Linked DNA regions of Danio rerio: region 2 is linked to region 1. Evidence: chromatin contacts called from public Hi-C data. All regions are on one chromosome and are shown on one strand. The core of a region is the stretch at or near the end of the contact, and the rest is flanking DNA. Distances in the headings are between cores, read along the strand shown.

Region 1 (7,031 bases), core at 1,962-4,461:
TCGTTTTTTTTTTTTTTTCTTCTTTTTTAAAATATTTCCAAATGATTTTTACCAGAGCACAGTATGTCTGATAAAAACAAAAAAAACTTCTGGAGAAAGTCTTATTTTGGCTAGAATAAAAGCAGTTTTTACATTTTTTTAATTCATTTTAAGCTCAATATTATTAGCCCCTTTAAGCTATATTTTCCTCGATAGTCTACAGAACAAACCATCATTATACAATAACCTGCCTAATTACCCTAACCTGCCTAGTTACCCTAATTACCCTAGTGAAGCCTTTAAATGTCACTTAAAAGCTGTGTAGAAGTGTCTTGAAGAATATCTAGTGTAGGTGTGACCAACCCTGTTCCTGGAGATCGACCTCCCTGCAGATTTCAGTTGCAACCCATATCAAATACACCTGCCTGTAATTATCAAGTGCTGTTCAGGTCCTAATTAATTGGTTCAGGTGTGTTTGTTCAGGGTTGGAGCTGAACTTTGCAGGAAGGTCGATCTCCAGGAACAGTGTTGAGCACCACTGATCTAGTGTGACGCCTAATGCGCTGTCATTTGTTTGCCGTGTCTGTTTGTGTGTCTGTTTTGCTCCCTCTACAGATGCGCTGTAACATTGTGCGGCATCATAGATATATACACTAGATATCGCATAGGGACCCTGAGCATGCGTCAATAGCGCCGCCATATTGGTACAGTGCTCCCAGGACAAATGTCATTCAACCGCACTAGACAACACAGTGTTATTACATGAAGATGTGGGACTTTAGCGCTGTCTACGGGTGTAGTAACGAGAAAACAAAGAAAACAAAGCACAAAGGCAGAACATTTCATAGGTAATATTAAGTTTTTTCTGTTTTTGTATGTTCTGAACTTTTGATGTGATGTGATCCATCAATGTAGAAAAGTGATGTAAAATTATAAATTTTGTAATTAGAAAAAAAAATTACACACTAACATCCAGGAAAACTCCCGATCATAGATATATGTGTATATGTGTATATCTCTGGCTTTGGATAGCCACAGTCCTCCACTGTACCTTGGTCCCGCATTCATTTCAAAGGAGCGCTACCCTGTAGCAAGATGGCGGCGCTATTGACGCATTCCGTCCAATAGACAACAATAGGCCAGGCGACATCTAATGTATATATCTATGCCGCGGCATTATCAGGTGGATGGGGAACACCTGAGTCTAAGTGTGCGCTCTTTTATCAGCGTCCTGCCACTGTTTGGGAGACTCTTCCGGCTAAGGGTTGGACGGAGACCAGCGGCGTGCGAGTTGGCGGGGTGTTTTGCCTAATGTTAAGTCACAGTGGGCTTAAAATAAACTTTTGAAAACGTGACTTTTGGCTTCCCCCTCTTTTTTTTCTTGTTTCGCCTCGAGGGCGTAACACTAGTCTAATATGATTGCTTTTAGTAATGTTTCATTTGTTTCAGCATGTCTGCTAATGCTTATTGTAAGGCGACCTTGGGTGTCTAGAAAGGCGCCATTTACAAATAAAATGAATTATTATTATTATTATTATTATTATATTATTTACTGTTATCATGGCAAAGATAAAATAAATCAGTTATTAGAGATGACTTATAAAAACTATTATGATTAGAAATGTGCTGAAAAAATCTGCACCCTGTTAAACAGAAATTGGAGAAAAAAATAAACAGGGGGGCGAATAACTCTGACTTTAACTCTATATATATATATATATATATATATATATATATTAGTGCTGGACAAAGGTTAATCGCAAAGGTTAATCGCAACATTTATATTTACATATATTTTATAATATTTTATACTGTATAATAAGATTTCATGATTAATTAAAGACATATTGCACTGCTCAAAACAATAAAAAGAACTCCAAGTGCCCCCTTTATTTTTTGAGTAGTATATATATATATATATATTCATTCATTCATTTCTTGTCGGCTTAGTCCCTTTATTAATCCGGGGTCACCACAGCGGAATGAATCGCCAACTTATCCAGCAAGTTTTTACGCAGCGGATGCCCTTCCAGCCGCAACCCATCTCTGGGAAACATCCACACACACATTACACACACACTCATACACTATGAACAATTTAGCCTACCCAATTCACCTGTACCACATGTCTTTGGACTGTGGGGGAAACCGGAGCACACGGAGGAAACCCATGCGAAGGCAGGGAGAACATGCAAACTCCACACAGAAACACCAACTGAGCCGAGGTTCGAACCAGCAACCCGGCGACCTTCTGAGCACTACCTACTGTGCCACTGCCTCGCCCTATATATATATATATATATATATATATATATATATATATATATATATATATATATATATATATATATATATATATATATATATATATATATATATATATATATATATATATAAGGGCTATACAAAAATAAAGTTTATTATAAGTTTATTATATTATTATTATTTATTTATTAATGGGACATCACGGTGGCACAGTGGGTAGCATGATCGCCTGACAGCAAGAAGGTCACTGGTTTGAGTCCCAGCTAGGTTAGTTGGTGTTTCTGTGTGGAGTTTGCATGTTCTCCCCGTGTGGGTTTCCTCCGGGTGCTCTGGTTTCCCCCGCAGTCCAAACACATGTGTTATAGGGGAATTGGGTATGCTAAATTGTTGCTGTGAGGCCACAGTGCTAACCATAACCAATGTTTAGTATTTTAAAGCCTCAGCAGGTCTATTAGAAGCACAGCAGAAAAGTTCACAGCACAGTTTGTTAGTGAGAGGAACAATAAGAGCTGTAGGTGTCAGAAACGTGTGACAAACACTGCATATTTTAAGACCAACACATTTCTAAAGTCCTCCACATCCTCATCAGCATGAGTTTGGCTGATGCAGATGATGGTGTTTGTGTGTGTGTGTGTGTGTGTGCGCAGAACAAGGCCTTTATTTACAGCGTCGCCCAAACACACAGTTATCAAATACAGTCATGAGAGCAAACACAAAGACACACATTATTGCAGAGTCCACAGCCTGCTCTCCCACTGAGACCTCAGATCATTATATTCAATGCACCGTGCAGCAAATATCAGTTCATTCATATTTTACGCATTATGTTTTTTGATTCACTGTGTTTTTTCAATTTATTTACAGTTATTAAATAGATTATGGGATGCATTACTCATCTGCTCTGTCAACTTTTGATTTCTAAAATCAAACAAAGTGACTTTAATTGATATTTCAGTAGATTGAAATAGGCTGCATTCACACTGCATGTTCAAGTGACCCAATTCTGATTTTTTCTGTAGTCATGTGACACAGATCGGATATGGAAGCCTGTTCCTGTAACTGAAGAAAAATAAATAAATAAATACAATGTTAAAAAAATTATTAAGTCAGAATTCTGTGCTATAAAGTCTGAATTTTGAGTTATTACGTCTAAATTTTAAGTTATAAAGTCTGAATTGCAAGTTAAGTCAGAATTGTGAGTTAAAAAAGTCAGAATTTTCAGCTGTAAAGTCAGAATTTTGAGTTATTAAGTCAGAATTTCGAGTCAAGTCAGAATTTAGAGTTAAGTCAGAATTTTGAGTTATTAAATCAGAATATTGAGATATAAAGTCAGAATTTAGAGTTATGAAGTCAGAATTTCAAGTTATTAATTCAGAATTTTGAGTTAAATCAGAATATTGAGTTAAGTCAGAATTTTGAGTTATTAAATCAGAATATTGAGTTAAGACAGAACTGCGAGTTATAAAGTCAGAATTTTCAGTTAAGTCAGAATTTTGGGTCATAAAGTCAGAATTGCTAGTCATAAAGTCCAAATTTCGAGGTATTAAGTCTGAATTGCGAGTTAAGTCAGAATTTTGGGTTATTAAGTCAGAATTGCGAGTTATAAAGTCAGAATTTCGAGTTATTAAATCAGAATTTTCAGCTATAAAGTAAGAATATTGAGTTATTAAGTCAGTATTTTGAGTTAAGTCAGAATTCCGAGTTATAAAGTCAGAATATTGAGTTATAAAGTGAGAATTTCAAGTTATTAAGTCAGAATTGCGAGTTATTAAGTCAGAATTTCGAGTCAAGTCAGAATTTAGAGTTAAGTCAGAATTTTGAGTTAAATCAGAATTTTGAGTTAAATCAGAATTTAGAGTTAAGTCAGAATTTTGAGTTATTAAGTCAGAATATTGAGTTATTAAGTCAGAATTTAGAGTTATGAAGTCAGAATTTCAAGTTATTAAGTCAGAATTGCGAGTTATTAAATCTGAATTGCGAGTTAAGTCAGAATTTTGGGTTATTAAGTCCGAATTGCTAGTTATAAAGTCAGAATTTCGAGTTATTAAGTCTGAATTGCGAGTTAAGTCAGAATTTTGGGTTATTTAGTCAGAATTGCGAGTTATAAAGTCAGAATTTCGAGTTATTAAATCAGAATTTTCAGCTATAAAGTCAGAATTTTGAGTTATTAAGTCAGAATTTTGAGTTAATTTAGAATTCCGAGTTATAAAGTCAGAATATTGAGTTATAAAGTGAGAATTTCAAGTTATTAAGTCAGAATTGTGAGTTATTAAGTCAAAATTTTGAGTTATAAAGTCAGAATATTGAGTTATTAAATCAGAATTTCAAGTTATTAAGTCAGAATATTGAGTTATTAAGTCAGAATTCCAAGGTATTAAGTCAGAATTTAGAGTTATAAAGTCAGAATTTCAAGTTATAAATTCAGAATTTTAAGTTATTAAGTCAGAATTTTGAGTTATTAAATCAGAATATTGAGTTAAGTCAGAACTGCGAGTTATAAAGTCAGAATTTTCAGTTAAGTCAGAATTTTGGGTCATAAAGTCAGAATTGCTAGTTATAAAGTCCGAATTTCGAGTAATTAAGTCTGAAATGTGAGTTAAGTCAGAATTTTGGGTTATTAAGTCAGAATTGCGAGTTATAAAGTCAGAATTTCGAGTTATTAAATCAGAATATTGAGTTATAAAGTGAGAATTGCAAGTTATTAGGTCCGAATTGCGAGTTATTAAGTCAGAATTTTAAGTTATTAAGTCAGAATTGCGAGTTATTAAGTCAGAATTGCGAGTTATTAAGTCAGAATTGCGAGTTATTAAGTCAGAATTTTAAGTTATTAAGTCAGAATTGCGAGTTATTAAGTCAGAATTTTAAGTTATTAAGTCAGAATTGCGAGTTATTAAGTCAGAATTTTAAGTTATTAAGTCAGAATTGCGAGTTACTAAGTCAGAATTGAGTTATAAAGTCCGAATTTCAAGTTATTAAGTTATTCAGAAAACTGTGTTTTTTCAATTTATTTATGGTTATGAATTGCATTATGGGATGCATTGTAGTAAAATGCAATGTTAAAATGCAACGTTATGTTAATAAAATGCAAAATGGACTATGTTGAAAAAAAAAACACTCCACAATAGGACTAAATAAGAAATACAAATGCCTAATTGTGAATGCAACACATCATATTGCACTACTGGCAATAATAATATGAATGATCAGTCTTACCTTGTCCTGCATAAACATGAGTGATGGACACCAGATGACCTGAGTGAGAGAGAGAGAGAGAGAGAGAGAGAGAGAGAGAGAGAGAGAGAGAGAGAGAGAGAGAGAGAGAGAGAGAGAGAGAGAGACTGATATTTAATTGCATCTTTCAAATCTTACATTTCTGACAAATACAGGAAAATTAAGGCATATTTTGGGAAAAATTCCAGTCTGATATCACCAGCACATTGTTTCTTGATAATTTATTACCCTATTAATATCATTACCCTAGTAATATTAGAGTGGAAAATAGTCATTTTTAATGTCTTTGTTGACTTTAATTCATGATGTAAAGCTTTAAATAGGAAAATTATCAAAACTTTTTCAAATTTTTGGAATTAAATGCTAACGGTCTAATCCGATTCAATTCATTATGCTAAGCTAAGCTAAAAGTGACCGCGCCAGAAGAAAATTGTCTAAATGTATTTAAAAAATGGTTAAAATACACTCTTTAAATGTAGAAAACTTGTAAGATAACTCTACAAAGGGTGGAGTGTTCTTTTAATATTAAGCATAAGCCCAGGTGGATAGTTTGCAAAGGGTGTGAATAATTTTGCACATGCCACTTTTTGTTCAAATGCAAATATAAAAGCTGCAAAATATATATTTTCCACAATCGAACCTCTTCTACATCAACCTAATGTCTTTTGGGAGAAGCCTGGGTCAAAAAAAAAAGACCTGCTGGTGCAATGTATGTACTGTACAGTATGTGTGTGTGTGTGTGTGTGTGTGTACTGTATGTATATATGCACTATATAATCACATTACTATTTTATTCATTATGCAATGTGCAGTGCATATAACTAGTGTTAACTCCAGCAGCGCCTCCATCATCTGCTGTAATCCTCACACAGTGACTGATGGCAGATTTACAGGCCAGCATTGTTAAAGCACATCTTCACAGAAAGATTATCATAATCCTAAGAGTTACACTCACCATATTTGTTTTTACAGAGTTTAACTCATTCTCTGCCAGCATGTCTGTCTGTTTTTTAAGTTGACAGCCATAGTGGCTCAGTGGTTAGCACTGTGGCCTCACAGCAAGAAGTTCGCTGGTTTGAGTCCCGGCTTGGTCAGTTGGTGTTTCTGTGTGGAGTTTGCATGTTCTCCCTGTGTTGGCGTGGGTTTCCTCCAGAAGTCCAAAGGCATGCGCTATAGGTGAATTGGGTAAGCTAAATTGTCCGTAGTGTATGAGTGTGTGTATGTGTGTATATAGATGTTTCTCAGAGATGGCTTGCGGCTGGAAGGGCATCCGCTGTGTAAAACATATGCTGGATAAGTTGGCGGTTCATTCCGCTGTGGCGACCCCTGATTAATAAAGGGACTAAGCCGAAAAGAAAATGAATGAAACTGGGCGTACTGTATGAGTGTATAAATGTGCGAGTGTATGGGTGTATGGAAGGGCATTGGCTGTGTAAAACATATGTCAGAGTAGTTGGCGGTTCATTCCGCTGTGATAAATCAGAGACTAAGCCAACGGAAAATGAATGAATGGATATTGCACTTGTCTGTGACATGTATACTGCTTATATTATTAT
Region 2 (6,559 bases), core at 3,830-6,329, 56 kb after region 1:
GAGCATCAAAGTAGCCTCATTTTTAATGAGAACCGGCGGCGAGAAACAGCGCGGCGCGTCTTTTCCGGTGTGGGCGTCGAGGACTTGAAATTAAGTCAACTTTATGGTAATGAGCTATGACGTGGTTCGGCGGCAAGCAATCAGAATGAAGTAGTCCACCCTTTGAGAGGAGTTCAGAGAACACAGACCTGTGAACTTTGGTTTCGACCACAGTTGTTCCCAGGGGTTTGATTATTGCGGTTGCCAGATTTTCAATTATTGATAATCGCGATGACGCAGGGCCTCCTAATCATGCGGGGCCCGTCCGCTACGCCACTGTGTTGAACTGAACCTAAACTGGCACTCTCAGAAGAACCATAATACACACACACACACACACACACACACACACACACACACACACTCTCTGAAATGCGCTGCAGCATATCTACCCAGATGAGAGCTGTGCTGGTCGGACTGCTCATCAAGCATCTCCCGCTGGATCTAATCTCACTATATTTGCTAAACGTGATATTTGATTCATCTTGTTGTCTTTAGCCCCTTTCACACATACAGGCCTTTCCGGAAAATTACCGGCAATTTTCCGGAAAGCTTGTATGTGTGAACAGGTCCTTTTTGAAAATACCGGTAAATTCGTTCTGGCTATTTTCCGGAAAGAGAAGTTGTAACATTACCGGTAATTTGCCGGAATGCTGCGCTGTGTGAATGCAGAAGGAAGATTACCGTAATAAGCGTGTGCACGTCTAGAACGGGCTGACGTGAGACGTCTGCTTTAGCCAATCACAACAGTCAGACGCATTTACGTCCGCGCGGTTTATGAGAATAAAAGCCTTTGAATATTTTTTCCAGACACATTTAGCTGCTAGAAGTTAGTCAGATCACGTTTATGTGTTCTTCTTAATGCTGTGTAAATAATCATGGATAAAATGTTTATGGTAATCCGTTGTTTGTTTACCTTCAAGCTTTGCGTGTGCCCGTGAGCGCCCATAGCGCCAGCACACACACATATCATGAACATCTCGACATGTGAAAGTGTTCCTCCATATGTTTTCATTGGAGTTCTACTCAATACTGATCCATCCGAAGAGTTTGTGATGTAGTCAAATGTTTACAAACACAAGCGCAGCCGTTTACAGCTCATTTGTGGTGAATGATGTCAGAATTTACCGGTATTTTGGAATGGATGTGTGAATGCTCTTTTCCCGAAAATTTCCGTAACGTCCTCGTCTGTGTGAACAGCGCTTTTTTCAATATACCGGTAAAGTCGTTCCGGAAATTTTCCGGATATTTACCGGTATCACTGTGTGAAAGGGGCTTTTATCTAATGACATATTCCCTGACTTATTTTCTGAATCTGTCACTTGTTCACAGGTAACGTGTTTTGGCTGAGCGCAAAGATAAATTAATAATTAATGTATCTACGTACATCCTGTATACTGACTGATCGCTTGCCTTTATTTCCTATTAATGTACAAACGTACTGTACGTTATACTTTAATAATGGCCATTATCGATTATTAACAGTGATATTCAGTGAAAGAGAGGGTGTGTTTCGTGTTTTAAATGAAAGTTAAAGGAGGCAGTGATGTAATGTTATAAATATCCACACAGTGAAGATGACGCTCAAATAATTCAGGAAATAAATAATGCTCAGCTCACAAGACCTCTATTGTACTTTACAAAAGCCGAGTTATTTTTAACCCATTGTTGTGTCAACCCAAAAGCTTAGCTTAACCCAAATTACCCAATATTTATTTTGTCCTTATTTGACCCAGCTGTTGGGTTAAAACAAGCCAGCACCTTTATTAGTGTATTCAACTCCAGAACTCTCGCTCATTTTCCTTCAGCTTAGTTTGTTATTTTTCAAAGGTCACCACAGTGGAATGAACCGCCAACTATTCCAGCATATGTTTTACACAGCGGATACCCTTCCAGCTGCAACCCATCACTGGCAAACACTTATTCACACACACACATATACACTACGGCCAACGTAGTTCATTAACCCTCCTATAGCGCATGTGTTTGGACTATGGGGGAAACCAATGCCAACATGGGGAGAACATGCAAACTCCACACAGAAACACCAACTGACCCAGCTGAGACTCGAACCGGTGACCTTCTTGCTGTAAGGCCACAGTGAACCACCGTATCGCCCTGCTCTAAACAGTTACTCGCTAATTCTTCAGCCGACTGAGCTGCTCGGTAAAGAAACAAACAGACAGAAGGAGGAGAGTAAATCCCGTCTGCCTGTCCTCCATCAATCACACAGACCTCATCAAAGTGTGACTATAGTCAATCCCAGATTCCTGTCCGACAGCAGGAGTGTGTGCATCGATCTGCAGCAATCTGTCTTCTCCGGTTAGTGGACAAATGAGCGGTCGATGTGGACGAGAGACGGAGAGAGGGAGAGATGCTGGACATCCTCCATCTATTTACTACCATCCGCCTCCTTCATTCCCACATCCACAGATCATAACCGGTCAATCAAAACTAGTGGAGATGTCCATTTGGATCAGAATCTGAAAGAGATGCTGGGTTGTTTTTAGGGCTTCAGAAACGAATCGATAATCATCAGGTAGTTTTAATGAATCCCGTTATGGGGATGTTGGGTGGAATTACCGGTGCTGTGTGAAATACAGCTGTCCCCAAGTTCCACGTCCAGCACCGGCATCTCACCTTCGCAACCAGACTAGACATGCTCCGATCAGGATGTTTGCAAGCACTGATTCCTTGTCATGATGATCAAGCAAATCGGTGCTCGTTCAAGCGGGTGACAATCACACTGTGTGAACTATCAAAGACACAATCTGAGAGAATCGCTGACATCTGTGAGATATTCGGCGTGCTGAATATCTGGAGCTGTCGGCGATTCAAATCATGCCGTGTGAAATGTGCTCACAGCACGCTTGTTAAAACAAAACAAAACATTGGGTTTGTCCATATATAATAATATATTATTTGTAAGAATAAAATTAAATGTCTAAATGACCCAAAATGCATTTAAATGACTAAATAACCCCAAAATGCATGAGTATCATCCACTCTAAACACCAAATCACCACAGTATTCTCTGGTAGACTACAGACAGCAGAACAGCACGCTTCTGCAAGACAATATTGTTGACATGTTGATCTGAATGAAAGATGTGGAGCATCAGCATCTCACCTTCACAAATAAACCTGATGATGGGTTCTTTTTAATGATGATTAAAAATGATGATGGCACTTGTTAATCAAGTGGTTTATTTGCAAACAGTGGGATTTTAGAGTGAATTTCTAAACCTAAAATGCATCCAAATGCCTAAATAATCCAAATGCATGAGTATCATCCACTGTATACACCAAATAACCACAGTATTCTCTAGCACTGACAGCAGAACAGCACACTTTTGCACATCAATATTGTTGACATGTTGATCTGAATGAAAGATGTGGAGCACCAGCATCTCACCTTCACAAATAAACCCAATGATGGGGTCATTTTTAATGAACTAATTAAAATGGCACTTGTTAATCAAGTGGTTTATTTACAAACAGTAACTAAACCCAAAATACATCCAAATGCCTATAACCCAAATGCATGATTATCATACACTGTATACACCAAATTACCACAGTATTCTCTAGCACTGACAGCAGAATTAATTAGCTTCTGCAAGACAATATTGTTGACATGTTGATCTGAATGAAAGATGTGGAACACCAGCATCTCACCTTCACAAACCAACCCTTTTTTGCTGCAAAGCATATTTTTATAGTGAAATTAAATGTTTAAATGACCCAGACATGCAGACTGTGAGAATGGTCCAATGCTATGGCATACCTTCAACAAATTAGCATTGTCTAAAATAATAATACCATGGCATGTTTTTGCAAGGCACATAATGACCCATAAAGCATTCAGATGTAAATATCATCCACAGTATTCTCTACTAAAAATCTCAAATTAACACAACATCTGGGTTTGTTCATATTTTAGCCGACATTTGGATTTAAAAAAAGCATTAACAATAAAAATAAATGTCTAGATAAGGCAAGATGCATGAGTATCACCCACTGCTATACGTCAAATTACCACAGTATTCTCTGGTAGACTACAGACAGCAGAACAGCACGCTTTTGCACGTCAATATTGTTGACATGTTGATCTGAATGAAAGATGTGGAGCACCAGCATCTCACCTTCACAAGCAAACCTGACCATGGGGTCATATTTTAATGAACTAATTAAAATGGCACTTGTTAATCAAGTGGTTTATTTACAAAGAGTGGGATTTTAGAGTGGATGTCTAAACCCAAAATGCATCCAAATCCCTATAACCCAAATGCATGAGTATCATCCACTGCTATACGCCAAATCACCACAGTATTCTCCAGCACTGACAGCAGAACAGCACGCTTCTGCAGGACAATATTGTTGACATGTTGAGCTGAATGAATGATGTCGAGCACCAGCGTCTCACCTTCACAAACAAACCCGACGATGCCCCAGATGAAGTCGCTGCAGTGATGGCAGAAGGTCGGTTTGGTGAGCGTGACTTTCCGAAAGCAGTGACCTGGAGCGTTGACCGAGTACCGCGCCTTCGAGCCGGGCGACTGCTGCGCCTTTTTCCGCGCGGGCGCGGGGCTTGAGCTCGGGCTGTCGAGCTTCACCCGCCCGCTGTCTGCCATCGCTTCCAGTGCAGGAGATCCAGTGTCGTGGGAGTCACATATGTGTTCAACTCAACCGATTCACCACGCCACAGTGAATCGCCGAGAGTCGGAAACGCGCTACAGTGAATCAGTGTGACAGAACGCGCGTTTTACCCTGGTTTCCCCGTGAAAGCTCCGGTGTCTGACCGTGTTAAACTCAATCAATGTGCCAGTCTGCCAGAGTTCAGCAGCAGGAGAGATGAACCGCCGCGTCCACACGGATCCTGTAGCGAGTCTTCAGAACGCACAGCTGTGGATGAGCTTTTATTTACTCCGCTTTTCACTCTTTCAGCAGTGTAAACCTTCACTAACACAAGAGACTGTAACTTCCGCCTGTAGTAGAGCTCCGGACACACACACACACACAAACACACTCACACTCATAGCAGGAGCCGCAGCTGTGGCAAGCCGTATTTATATGCATCTCATTAAAATAGACCGTGTCAGCCACTGTCGCTGCTAAAGCTGCATGTACAGTATGTGGTGTCTTTTTTAAATGCTGCATGATTCTTTACATGCCAAAACTTTTAAAACTGGCTAAATTACGAGGTATGCTATCCATCTCAGATGCAGAAAAGCTAGTCCATGCTTTTATGAGCTCTAGGCTGGATTACTGTAACGCCTGTTTCACACCGCAAGCGTCAGCAGCGCGTCAGAGCGAGGCGTGAGCGTCGCCGAAGCAGCAGTGCAGCGATAGTTTCGGCGCTGGGTCTATTTTTGACGCGCTGCTCACGCGCAATTAAAGTGACAGTGCATTTATAATGACCAAAACACATTGAATGACAGTAAAAAGAAGCAATTTTACCCAATAAATGCGTTAATAATGTCAAATGGTTTATATATAGTCATTCAAATTAACTTAAAACGATTAAAAACGGCAACAAACATTTATTTAGGCCCGAACTACAAAACCAAATGTAAAACAATTTTAGTGTCAGTTTTGCTTAAGTTGCACACTAGTGTTGCAGGAGAGGGGAAATAGAATATTTACGGGATTTGTAGTCCATGGCGAAGTGTATTGTGGGTAGTGTAGTTCGGCACGCATGCTGGATGATGTGAGCTCGCTGTGTTCTGTGCAGTTGAGCAGAGGAAGAAAGTTTTAATCGGCTTTGTTTTATGTTCACTCGAGTTATTCCTACCGGGAGCTGTTTGCACTGTGAATCTGACAACACGAAAATAAGTAAAAGAATGGCATGCGTTGGTTACTTTCGTCCGTCTCATCCTCTGCACGAGCATGAATTAACGAGCTGTTATTCTGCCGCTGGACAGCACTGAAGCGGAGAAAGCAACACTAGTTTGATCATGTATAAATATCATTATAACTATATTGTATAAATATGATTATAACTAGGTCTACAGCAACCTGACAATCAAAAAACAAATGACACGATATCACAGGCGATTGTCTTCTGACAGTAGACACTTCTCATATAAGTTAGCTTGAGAAGCATACAGTACTATTTGATCTATAAAATTTGTAAAATAAACATTTGCAGGTTAAAGAAACAGCATAGGAGGGCCCTTGGTGCAGATGAAAAGTTTAAAAAGTGTATTTGTATATAGAGAGACATGGATAGATAGAATAGACAGATAGATCAGAATTGATCTCTGCAGCAGCTGCCGAAGAGCTGCGCGCTGCAGACGCAGCTGGTGTGAAAGACAAACGCCTGCGTGCTGCTACTGCTCGACATACGCGCTGCTCACGCTCTGCTCACGCGCCGCTGACGCTTGCGGTGTGAAACAGGCGTAATGCTCTGTTTGCTGGCTGCCCAGCATCCTCTATTAATAAACTTCAGCCAGTACAAAATGCAGCAGCCAGAGATCTTACAGCTCTAGAAAACATGATCATATCACCTCAATGTTCTC

The links. A called contact is a pair of places that touch in the nucleus more often than the background predicts.
Region 2: a Hi-C map of an unstated tissue shows a contact between it and region 1, with 2.7 times the contacts expected there. The contact joins the promoter of dgkq here to the enhancer-like site in region 1. A contact is called at or near these places in 3 of 18 Hi-C or Micro-C datasets (caudal fin, hematopoietic stem cells and an unstated tissue).

Annotation. Positions count from the first base shown.
Region 1 is chr14:57,581,255-57,588,285 of GRCz12tu, forward strand. It overlaps dgkq (diacylglycerol kinase theta), which reads right to left. Exons shown (of 23, transcript XM_073922337.1): 14 at 5,458-5,496. Among named protein-coding and RNA genes, the nearest start is that of dgkq, 55 kb to the right of the region's middle. Within about 2 kb of position 3,212, at least 3 of the 62 cell types and tissues checked have an H3K27ac peak or open chromatin away from gene starts, as enhancers often do.
Region 2 is chr14:57,634,937-57,641,495 of GRCz12tu, forward strand. It overlaps dgkq (diacylglycerol kinase theta), which reads right to left and starts at 5,080. Exons shown (of 23, transcript XM_073922337.1): 1 at 4,465-5,080. The coding sequence starts at 4,672.